Regions from separate parts of the Mus musculus genome. Here all the other regions are linked to region 2. The links are chromatin contacts, called in public Micro-C and promoter capture Hi-C maps. All regions are on one chromosome and are shown on one strand. Each heading gives the region's core, a stretch centred on a gene start, on an enhancer-like site or on the middle of the called end of the contact. The rest is flanking DNA. Distances are from core to core; before and after follow the strand shown.

What was found. Promoter capture Hi-C pulls out the DNA fragments that hold promoters and counts their contacts. Hi-C and Micro-C count contacts between places; a contact is called where the count stands out from the background.
Region 1: a promoter capture Hi-C map of pre-B cells shows a contact between it and region 2, with 1.9 times the contacts expected there. The contact joins the enhancer-like site here to the promoter of Epn2 in region 2. A contact is called at or near these places in 11 of 39 promoter capture datasets (the 3T3-L1 cell line, the HPC-7 cell line, cranial neural crest and 5 more), 1 of 115 datasets of contacts at active chromatin or transcription factors (embryonic basal ganglia) and 1 of 9 other capture datasets (embryonic stem cells).
Region 3: a promoter capture Hi-C map of hippocampal neurons shows a contact between it and region 2, with 2.4 times the contacts expected there. The contact joins the enhancer-like site here to the promoter of Epn2 in region 2. A contact is called at or near these places in 13 of 39 promoter capture datasets (the 3T3-L1 cell line, 3T3-L1-derived adipocytes, the HPC-7 cell line and 8 more) and 1 of 484 Hi-C or Micro-C datasets (reprogramming fibroblasts).
Region 4: a contact with region 2 is called in a Micro-C map of embryonic stem cells, with 3 times the contacts expected there. The contact joins the enhancer-like site here to the promoter of Epn2 in region 2. A contact is called at or near these places in 3 of 39 promoter capture datasets (cranial neural crest, embryonic stem cells and liver), 1 of 484 Hi-C or Micro-C datasets (embryonic stem cells) and 1 of 9 other capture datasets (macrophages).

What each region holds. Positions count from the first base shown.
Region 1 is chr11:61,103,177-61,105,876 of GRCm38.p6, reverse strand. No RefSeq gene overlaps it. Among named protein-coding and RNA genes, the nearest start is that of Tnfrsf13b, 22 kb to the left of the region's middle. Within about 2 kb of position 1,391, at least 21 of the 459 cell types and tissues checked have an H3K27ac peak or open chromatin away from gene starts, as enhancers often do. A contact at or near this core is called in pre-B cells, where this site is marked.
Region 2 is chr11:61,578,328-61,581,027 of GRCm38.p6, reverse strand. Epn2 (epsin 2) reads left to right here and starts at 1,341. Exons shown (of 11, transcript NM_001252188.2): 1 at 1,341-1,461.
Region 3 is chr11:61,224,377-61,227,076 of GRCm38.p6, reverse strand. It overlaps a transcript of Aldh3a2 not described here. Among named protein-coding and RNA genes, the nearest start is that of Aldh3a1, 17 kb to the right of the region's middle. Within about 2 kb of position 1,331, at least 41 of the 459 cell types and tissues checked have an H3K27ac peak or open chromatin away from gene starts, as enhancers often do. A contact at or near this core is called in 3T3-L1-derived adipocytes, hippocampal neurons and reprogramming fibroblasts, where this site is marked.
Region 4 is chr11:61,296,175-61,298,874 of GRCm38.p6, reverse strand. No RefSeq gene overlaps it. Among named protein-coding and RNA genes, the nearest start is that of Aldh3a2, 30 kb to the right of the region's middle. Within about 2 kb of position 1,369, at least 23 of the 459 cell types and tissues checked have an H3K27ac peak or open chromatin away from gene starts, as enhancers often do. A contact at or near this core is called in embryonic stem cells, where this site is marked.

The DNA.
Region 1 (2,700 bases), core at 142-2,641, 480 kb after region 2:
AGCTTAGAGCACACCTCAGTTGTGTCAGTATGGTGAGACTTACTGACTGGCCCTGTCAATCAGCGAGGTCACCTGCTTTCAGAAGCACCTAAATGATGGAATTCTGACCTCTATGACTGGTCCTGGCACATAATCTCAAAAACTGGTCTAAATTTGATCCCTAGACTTACAAAGCGCGTGCACACACACACACACACACACAGAGCGACCATTTTGTTTTACTTCCTAATAGATCAAGAATTCTGGCAACCTCAGACACATTGAGCTGTGATCATCCTGTAATTAAACCTTTATGTGGGTAACTTAGGAAGGACTCTGGGTTGCCTTCGTAGTCTATATACTTCATGGCTCCTCCTACCCCCCCCCCCCCAGCTTTCCACTGTGATTGGACACCATATGCGGCTCATATGACACCCTTGGTGACCTTTCCTTTCTGTGCACCCAGCCTTTACTCAAACACTGGCTTCTCTGCCTCCAGGTAGCTCTGCTCTCGCCTCCCTCTTGGCTTCTCCTGCCCCAGCCCCTTACTGCTCTCTACATGCAGGGTTCTCTCTCGGAGCTGCATTATCCCCACATACTCACTCAGGAACTTCACATAGGGAACCTGGAATAATGACTATGCCCTCTCCCGCAGAGAACACCCTTTGCCTCCATGGGTGGCTAATGGGTGGCACCACCAAATGCATGTCCCTTTCCCATGTCTGACCTGTCTCAAGTACAACCCAGAGGAGGGTTGTTTATTCAGTATTTTCCACCACCTTCATTAAGGACCCGTTGAGGCTTTTGACCTAACATGGAAAAGTAGATATATAATCCTAACTGCCTGCTGCACACGTGACAGGTCTCAATCTGGTCTTTAGCACACAGCTGGGCTGATAAAGTTAATATTCATAAGTTAGCCGCCAGGCCGGGCTCCATTGGGATGCTAATACAGAGCCTGTATGATCATAGCAGGAGACAATGAGGTGAGGTTCCATCAAGACCGTTCAAGGGAACGAAAGAAGGCTGCAGACAAATCCACTAACTATGACTGGTGATGGGCGATAACACGGAGTCTCTGAGAACCCTGCCTTCTTGGATAGCTAAAAGCCTGAGCAAGTATCCAAAGGAGACCCTGGGCGTCGGGAAGGCCAAGCCATTTTGACTGTATTACAGACTGCCCTTCCTGGCACTGACACTAAGCAAAAGCTTTGAGACTAGACCGAAGTCTCCAGAATCCCTTGCCAACTTTACTGCACAAACTCTTCATGGTCTTCAGAAAATGAGAGACAAAAGTGTCCAGTTGGAAAAAAGCTGAAAAACCGAAGCAAGGATTGTAGGTCGGCACACTGGTATTAACAACCGACCAGTCCCTGACTGGCCCAGGCAATCCTCTAGCGCCACCTAGTGGCACTCTGGTTCAGTCCCGATGTAGAAGAGAGTTCCACGGAAGCTGTCTGCACGCAGTGAAGGAAAACGAGGAACGTGGCCCAGTACGAAATCCCAAAGTTTCTCGCAAGATTATGAGATTGGCTTTTTGTTTGTTTGGGTAGTTTTGAAAGGGGGATATCGTGGCACAACTGCATGTTCTCACGTGTGAACACTGTAGATAGCAATTTCTTGTAATGTCAAAGGTTAGACATGATTAGAGGAAACAAACCCAGCCCCCGGTAGAAGGGCTTTGCTGCCATTGTGACCCAGGGCATGTCAGCCATGTGTGCTCGAAACTACCCTGGAGCAAATTTCCAGTCAGCAAAATGGGTTCCCAGAAGGGAGAAAATGTCCTTCTCTTGTTCCTGTGGGAAGGCCAACTTTTGGCTCAACACCTCATTGTTAGAATAGACCTTGAACAAAGTCTGCCAGACCATGCCCAAGTCCTTATGCTGAAACTCCGGCTACTCCCCGCTGTGAATGTGAAGCCTGGATTGCACTGGAGGCCCCAAGATGTTGGAGGTGCCAAAGCTGAAGGCTGCTAAGAAAAACTGCATATACGAAGTAGAAGTATGTTCTAGACAGTACAGTTGGGTGGAGAGAGCCGTCTAAGCCCTTCTACACTGAGTGTGGGGCCATAGGATTTGGTGTTTGCCCTGCTGGCATCTGGTCTTGCTCTAGTCCAGTATTCCCTCACTGTGGCCCCATTTCTCCCTCTTAGAATGGCATTCTAAGTTGGAAGTATGTAATTTGCTTTCTGATTTTGCAGAGGGTTACAAATAATTTAGAGACTGCCTGGCATCTCAGAATAAGCTTTGGACTTTTAAACAGTGTTAAGACTGTGAAAGACTGTAAAGTTTAGATAAATAAATTTTGTATTACAATATGTTCATGACCCCATGAGAGCCAAAGAATGGAATGTGATGGTTTGAGTAAGAATGCTCCCCACAGCTTTTTGGATGGGAATAGCGCGAGGACAGATGTAATTACTAGTGTCTCCCGGTTTCAATGGTCGATCCGTCAGGATTCGCCACAGGAGGATTTAGATTTAATAAGGCTTACAGACTAGGATTTTAGTTGCTGCACAGCGATTGAGTTACCATTGTTTTGGGGGGGGTGGAGGGTAGGAGAATGTTCCCCCCTACACAGGCTTTTGCATTTGAATATTTCCTTTGTAGTTGGTGACACCGTTAGGAAATGTGGCCTCTTGGGGGACATACGCCACTGGAGCTGTACTTTGCTAGTTGCTCTCTGCTTTGTGTCAAGCTGTGAGGTCACAGCTTGCTGTTC
Region 2 (2,700 bases), core at 92-2,591:
TTTTTTTTTTTTTAAGATTTATTGATTTATTCTATTTAAGTATACTGTAGTTGTCTTCAGACACACCAGAAGAGGACACCGGATCTCATTACAGATGGTTGTGAGCCACCATGTGGTTGCTGGGATTTGAACTCAGGACCTTCAGAAGAACAGTCAGTGCTCTTAACCGCTAAGCCATCTTTCTAGCCTGGCAACTGTTATAAAAACAACATTTAATTGAAGCTGGCTTACAGGTTCAGAGGTTCAGTCCATTACCAACATGGCAGGAAGCAGGGCACAGTCCAGGCAGGCACACTGCTTGAGGAGCTGAGAGTTTTACATCTTAAATTGAAGGCCAACAGAAGAGTGTCTTCCAGGCAGCTAGGAGTCTCAAAGCCCACTCCCACAGTGACACACTTCTTCTAACAAGGCCACACCCACCCCAACAAGGCCTATTCTCCTAATAGTGCCATTCCCTGGGCCAAGCATATTCAAACAACTGAAATAGTTCCCTGTACTCTCCCCTTGAGCCCTGATTCATGTCCTAGACCCTGTTATGAGGGCTCTCTGCTAGCAGTTTTGGGGTCTAGCCTTCAGTTCTGACCCTTCTGAGATCCTCTCTTGGGGAAAGAGGGAAAGGACTCTCCTTACCTTCTTGTATAAGGCTCTGCTCTCATCTCTGGCCTGCCTCTGTGTGCTGTAGCTTGGCATGTGGCCGGCCCTACATTGCTTTGTTGGGTGCATAAGAGTGAGACTGCAGGCTTGCAGTTGGGGTTGCTAAATCCCAGTATCCTGATGAATCATGGGAGACTCGAGCGGCCGAGGGTTCAACCACTTGGGCTGCCAAAGTTCTGGACTCAACCTTTTTATTGAAATGCACACACAGAAAAGTATACAAATCTGAAATATGCATAAGTGAATCTTCATGAAGTGAACGCACTTGTAGCAAAATAAATCAACCCTGTCTGGCACCTGGCCTCCTTCCTGTCTCTTCATCACAACATTTTTCACGTGCAAGAGGAAATACTAGGAGACCATGGTTCTGATTAGGCTAGGCGGGGTTCTGTGCTTGAGGATTTAAGGGAGGAGCATGGATTGATGGTTAAGGTAGTTATGTATGCCCTGGGGAATTGTTGAGGTAGGGGGGATGTGTTGGACTCTGAGTTAGGGCTTCATAAATTTGTTAGGTTTGTGTAGAAGCAGGAGCTATTTAGAGAAGGCCTTGGGGGCATATGTGGGAGGGGCGGACCGGTTTGGAGGCGGGGCCTAGGAGCGAGGCAGGGCGGAGCCAGTGTGTGTGGGAGGAGCCTCCGCGCTCGGAGGGCGGGGCTCGCGCGCGCGCGCTCGCTGCCGGCGCGCCCCCTCTCGGCCGCCATGTTGGCTGGCGTGTGGGTGTCAAACGCTGCACAGGCTCGGGTCGCTCCCGCTTCTCCCGCGTCGCCGGCGGCTGCAGCCTTGCACTCGCGCTGGCCAGGAACGGAGGTGAGCCGGGACTCGCGGGGCTTGGTGTGGTGGTGGCTCGGGAGTCGGGGCGGGGCGGGGCTGCGCGCAGACCTTCTCTTCCAGTGCGTGGACGCCCCTAAGAGCACCGGCTTCCCCCTCGCCGGCCGGGGCGTGCACCGTGCGGCCAGCCGGACCCCACCCGGCTGGACGGCTCAGCCAGGCCCCGCCCCACCTGAGCCCGCTCGGAGCCGAGAGAGAGGCGACGTCTGCCTCCCGGCTTTGGCTCCTGTCCTCGCCTCACACCTCAGCGACAGAGCCTTCAGTTTGGAACAACCCCGCCCCTCCCCAGAGCGTGCTCGCCCCTCGAACCGGGTCCGAGCCGGCCGGCCCTCCCTCAGGGGACCGGGGGAAGGGGATACTCTTCCCCACGTCTTTCTCGCCCCCGGGACTGGATTCCCCTTCCCGGCCCCCACTCCACAGCACAGCGGGGACGGGGGCGGCGAAGCCAGGCTCCAGCTGCCTTTTGTTCCGCGTGGGATGGCAGAGACCTGGCGGCCCTGTTGGGCGAGTCCGGGTGGGCGAGCCGCGCGTGGGGTCGGCCTCTTCCGGGAGACCCTCGCTCTCCCGTGGGCCGGCTTCGTCGGAGCGCGAGCCGAGCGCGTTGGGAGAGGCAGGCCATTCCTAGAGGAGTCCGGGCCAACAGGTTTTTGTTTGCAACCTGAAGTTGGCCCAGTGGTTTTGCAGGGGGAGCAGATTGTCTGAGCTCCCTAGAAACCCTAGGTCGGCCGGTGTAAGTCTGTTGCTTGGTCTCGGGCCTCAGTCCTTCCCAGCGGCCTCTTCACTTTAGTGCTGCCTTGGGAACGCATTTGAAGTCTATGTTTCAGAAAAGATAGGATTTAGCTATTCTTGTGTTTTTTGACTAGGGGAACTAAGGCCCAAAATGTGTTAGCTTGCCCAAGGTCATCTAGGGATAGGGTGTTTGACACAGCTGGAAGCCCCAACTCTGGGACACTTAAGGATTTCTTCAACGTTTAGGATTCCCCCAAATCGCTTGCCTGCTATTTTTAACATTCATACAAGAAAATGGGCAAGGGAAGATGAGAAAGAAGTGTGAATTCTTCTTTTGCACAGTCAAGAAAATACCCTGTGGAAGAAGGGATTGAAATTGGGTTGAAATGATTGAAAAAGGTGAATTTCTTTGATCCATGTCCCTATTATGTAATATAAGAAAGACTTAACGGGAACTTTGTGGTCTTGTAACTCTAGATTTAGAGTGAT
Region 3 (2,700 bases), core at 82-2,581, 350 kb after region 2:
TAAGAAGACCTGCACATCTTTGTCTGGGCTCACCATTTTAGATAATGGTAGACCCACACATGCTGGTTATTTCTGCAGAATAAAGGCTCTTTATTTTTGCACACTGCTTGAGTCTGGGGCCTTCCTTCAGTGATTTTCGAACCCTTACAAAGCTGAGGTTGGCTTGAAAAACAGAACTCTGTCTAGACACTCTGTAAGGTCCAACTGTCTTCTGTCAGAGCTGCTAGCTGAGGCCAGGACTTCTCTGGTGTATACCCTTGGCCTTCTCACGGTAGGAAAAGTAGCTGGAATGCCACTCAGTTTCCCAACAACTAACCCTCCAGCAGACACTCGAGCCACTGGAAACAGAGCAGTCTTTCTCAAGCTAGACAGACTGTTACCAGCAGTGACATTCATTTCCTCGAAGGTAGCATGAGGACCTGGAAGGTCACATCTGACACCTGCTCCCAGGATAACACTGTGATCACAGTGCTTGGGACCAGGCCTGGCAGCATTCTCGGGAGGACAAGAGTATTGACCCTGGGGAATTTTGAAGCTTCCTCCAGCCACTGTCATTGTGAGGGAGAAAGACGCTGTGTGTGTGTTCTCATCCTCTACTTAGAAGCTCAAATCAGAGCAGAGGCGGCCTGCTCCCCACCTATCCATCCTCTCAGCGCTGGGTGAAAGCGCCTCCCCCTCTGCCCTGCAAGGAGAGCAGAGGCAGCAAGCCCAGGGCCATGGTGGGTGCATGGTTGCTGCCCATATACTACATAGCTTCCTGCGCCAGGCCCCAGATCTTGGAGAGAAGGTGGCTGGTGAGAGGCTGTCAGCAGCCGCCCAGCCTGCCAGCCTGGCGATGGGCCTGGGCAGATGGTTTGCATATGGTTGCCTGGCTTGCCCGGACAATTTCTGTTGCCTTGAGGATTTAAGCAGTTTAGGCCAAGCCCAGTTGATCTTCTCAGAATTTCCTGTAAACAAAGGGAAAGATATGGCTTATGTAACACCCTCGCTGGATGGCTCCCTTGCTTCAAATAGGACAGCAGCCTGTCCAGGACATATTAACAGACAGGGAGGGGCTCAGCTGTCCCCAGACTACCACTGAGCCACCCTCTCAGGGCCATTCTTTCTAAGCCTTCTGCAAGCTTTCTACCAACTGCAATCTTGGAGCCCATTCCAGAATAAGGGAAACTTCAGGAGTATCCAAAATAATAGCTAACAAACTGTCCCTTGCAAAGGCAGGACGTCAACAAATGAGCTCATCTAAGCCACAGGCCAGCCCTAGGAGGCAAACATGAGAACTATAGTCAGTTATGAAAAACGTAGGCATGGGAGCTGAGCAACAACCCTCCCTGCCCTGCCCTCCCTTGCCCCTCCCCCAACTAGTGCTGAAAACATGGCACAACCACCCTCCACCCTCACCTGCCCCACCCCTGCCATTCTCACTTCTCCTTACAACTTTCTCAGCATCAGCGGCCAGAAATCTGAACATTTCCCATACTCCCTTGGAGTCAGGACATTAGGTAAAAATTAAGGTCTGCCATTTAGAGACATTGTATGAAACTTGGCTGCTTTTGATCGACAGGTACTTTGAATGAGGGTGAGCCAGTAAATCCTGTGTCCAGTCACCTCTTTGTTGGGAGTCAAAGGCAGTTGAACCAGTTCTCCATACCATTGTCTGATCCTTGGGATGAGACCAAAACCATGAGTCCTTAAATACCACAGATAGATGCGTCCACATGGGATCGATGCATCCCAGGGACCCTTCTTGGGGGCCTGTGCAAGCCTTGCCTCCTCATCTGGCTCTCTTGCTGCTTCTGCAGAGTCCCAAAGCCCTTTTCTGTTGAAAACTCAGACTGGTTTACTTCGGGTACTTACGCCTGGCTGGTATAGCTCCATAACAAATACAAAGCAAGGCTGGCATCTGGCTCCACACCCTCCCGGCACGCTCTCCCATTAGATCTTCTAAGAGAAGACGCAACTGCCACACCCAGTCATGCTAATCCCTAGTGAAAGCTGGGCCGTCTTTACTTCCTTACTTTCGAGACAGGGTTCCTAGCCCAGGCTGTGCTTCCTCTCTCCGGCTAAGGATGGCCCTAAACATCCATCCTTCGGATCCTCCTGCCTCCTTTTCTCTAGTGCGGGGATCACAGGCACCATGAGGGTTGTACACAATGCTGGAGATAGAAACTTGGGTTTCGTGCTAGGCAAACACTCTACCGATTATGCTGGACTCCCCCAAGCCACTTTCCACACATAACTGTTTTCTTTGGCTACTGGGAGTTTCATTATCTTCACAACATGGCTGCCTTGGATTTTTCTTATTCATTCATTTGTGTTTGGCTTTCTCTGCCCATATATATGGTAGACACCCTTGTTGCTCACAAATAACTGTTGCTTCCCCATGTTTCCAGCATCCTGTCCGCTCCAGGAACCCAGACTCTGTCCAGTCGAGTTTGAGAGATGCTGATCTGGTGGACTTCCCTGTCTCCTCCTCCCCCTGCTTAGGTGACACCGGAGTCTCCTGCCAACTTAACCGCCAGCATCTTGAGGTGAACTTTCTCTGGTAGCAGAAGCTAGTCTCTGCTGACCAAATACAGATAGTGTGATTAGAAGAAAGACGTCTGGCTTCTTTCTTTCACCACAATCTCTGGTGCCTGTGCCTGGAACATTCCATCCAACGAATACAAGTGAATAGAAAGTGAGTGAGCTCCTCCTTTCTGT
Region 4 (2,700 bases), core at 120-2,619, 280 kb after region 2:
TAGTGCCGTTAAGGCTCGTTATGAATATAAGAGCTCTCTGTGCCAGGGCCAGGAATGGGAGTGGGTGGGCTGGGGAGCAGGGGGAGAGGGAAGGGGATTTTCGGAGGGGAAACTAGGAAAGGGGATAACATTTAAAATGTAAATAGCCGGGCATGGTGGCACACACCTTTAATCCCAGGACTCAGAAGGCAGAGGAAGGCAGATTTCTGAGTTCAAGGCCAGCCTGGTCTACAGAGTGAGTTCCAGGACAGCCAGGGGTATACAGAGAAACCCTGTCTCAAAGAAAAACAAAAACAAAACAAAACCAAAAACAAACAAACAAAAAAAGTAAATAAAATATCTAGTAAAAAATTTTAAAAAGAGTTCTCTGTCTTTTATTTGGGAACTAAATGATCATAAGCGGGTAGAAACCCCCAATTAATTTTAACCATGACAAAGGAGCCTCTTCAGTGTTCATAAAATGATTACTATTAAGCATGACCCTGATTTTGTACCTAGCTGAAGCCGTCTGCCTTCCAAATCAGTGGCCATGAAGCATCACAATGTCCACCCAGAGGACTACACTGACAGTTGTCTGGTGACATCACCTGCACTAACAGCCATCATGGCTTCCACTCAATGCAGCCTATGGGCTTTTCCACCTGTGCCCCAGTTTCTGAATGACAACTTGGAGGCTTGCTATTTATTAATAAATGCCTCTGCCTCAAACTAGGCTTGTTCTCTGGCCAGCTCATAACTCAGTTAACTATTTACTCTTTTATACAGTGCCACGTGGCTGGTTACCTTTCCTCCATTTCATACATCTGACTTCCTTTGAGTCCTCATGACGAATCTCTCACACCTGGCTGCTTACCAGAATTCCTGGCTGCTTACCAGAATTCATTCTCTCTCTCTCTCTCTCTCTCTCTCTCTCTCTCTCTCTCTCTCTCTCTGTCTGTCTCTCTCTCTCTCTCTCTGCCAGGTGTCCCATCTTCTAATCCTTCCCCAGTTTACTGGCCATCAGTTTTTATTGACAGGTGATGCTTCCACACAGTACACAAGAGATTCTCTCTACAAGCCTAAATGCCCAAAGCCACACTCCTTCATTCTTTGTATAACCCTCAGGAAACCCAACAGGTTCTAAAAAGGGATCCGTGGCACCCTGGAGAATGGTTGCCAACCCTAGTTGCTTTCCTCTCCTCCCAGTGGAAGAACCTACCAAGCTAAGCTTCCAACTTGTGTTTGTTTCCTCAAGTCCAGAGTCAAACTTAGCAATATCATCCACATAGTTTCGCAGATAAAGAGGTGGTGGGATGCTGTGCATGGGCCTGGGGCTGTTTGCATTTTGATGCTAATTCTGCTCTCCTGGGAGGAGTTGCAGACAAGGAGTGAGTCACACACTCAGGTGACTTCTTGTGAACCAATCCCCTAGTGAATAAAGGAGGCAATCACTGGGGGAGTAAGAGGGACTTCCAGGTTATCCTTGTTTCTGAACTAAGTTTGTGCGGTGTTTTTCTTCTCTCAGTTCCAGAGAGAAAGGTACAGCAGCAAAGCATGGGTTTACCTGATGTGCACCTCAAAGGCCGCGGGGGTATTGAAGCACGGGGCTGGCGTGGTAGCAACCCATGAGTGGGAACCTAGTGAGCTGGGTGGAGATTTTGAAGTTCTGAGTCAGAGTCTCCACAAGATAATAGGCCGGCCATTGCCCGCACAAGCATGGAAACGTGCCGGTTCTTTTTTAGTATTTCCCGTTTAGTATTTAGAATCTTCCTCTACTGTTAAGGAACGCTACTGAGGTCAGGTACGTAGCAGAGGAGACCCTGAGAGATCATTGCACAAAGCTGTGAAAGTGAATCCTGGATTGTGTTTGAGATCCCCCAGAGCCATGGCATCTCCACACAGGGAACAGAACTAGTCCAGGATACAGACATGTACTTCAGGTAGCAAAGCTGGAAGGGCTGCTTCATCTAAGCCCTCTGACTACAGATACGGGGCTATAGAACTTGGTTTGCCCTGCTGGGTCTCAGTCTTGCTTTGGCCTAGTGTTTCCTCCCTATACCCAGTCTCCTCCCTTTTGTAATGGTAATTTATATTCTTTATATTGAAAGTGTAGGGTAAAAGGGTCAAGGAAAGAAAACCCTGACCCTGACTTGACCCCAAGGCCCCAGACCAGGAACAAGGGGAAAAAAACAAAACCAAACAAACAAACACCAATCCCTGGGCTTTAAGATCAGGCCACAGAGTCCCTCCAATCCCAGGCTACCCTGGAAATCTCCACTCCCTCAAGAGACCCTATATACAGCCTGTCTTCTGTTCTGTTTCCTGCTGTTTCTGTCTGAGTAGAGGTAGACACTGGGTTTTCCCCCTCCTAATCTTTTGTGTGAGGTTTGATGTGTGATGTGACATTGTAGTATTCCTTCACTCCAAGTTCCAAGGATACTTTTGCCAGGAGAGTGGTAACAGCCCCATTGGGGAAGGTTTTCCCCTCAGAGCTATAACACTTCTAGGAAGTATGCAATTGTATGTTGGAAAAATGTGATTTGCTCTTAAAAAAAAAACAATTTATTGATTCTTTGTGAATTTCATAACATGCATCCCAGTTCCATTCATCTCCCTGTCCCTCCATATCAACTCTCTGCCCTTGCAACCTCCCCCTCAAAAGAAAACAAAATATAAAAAAATAAAATGGAAAAAGAAAACCCATCTCGCTGTGAAAGCTGT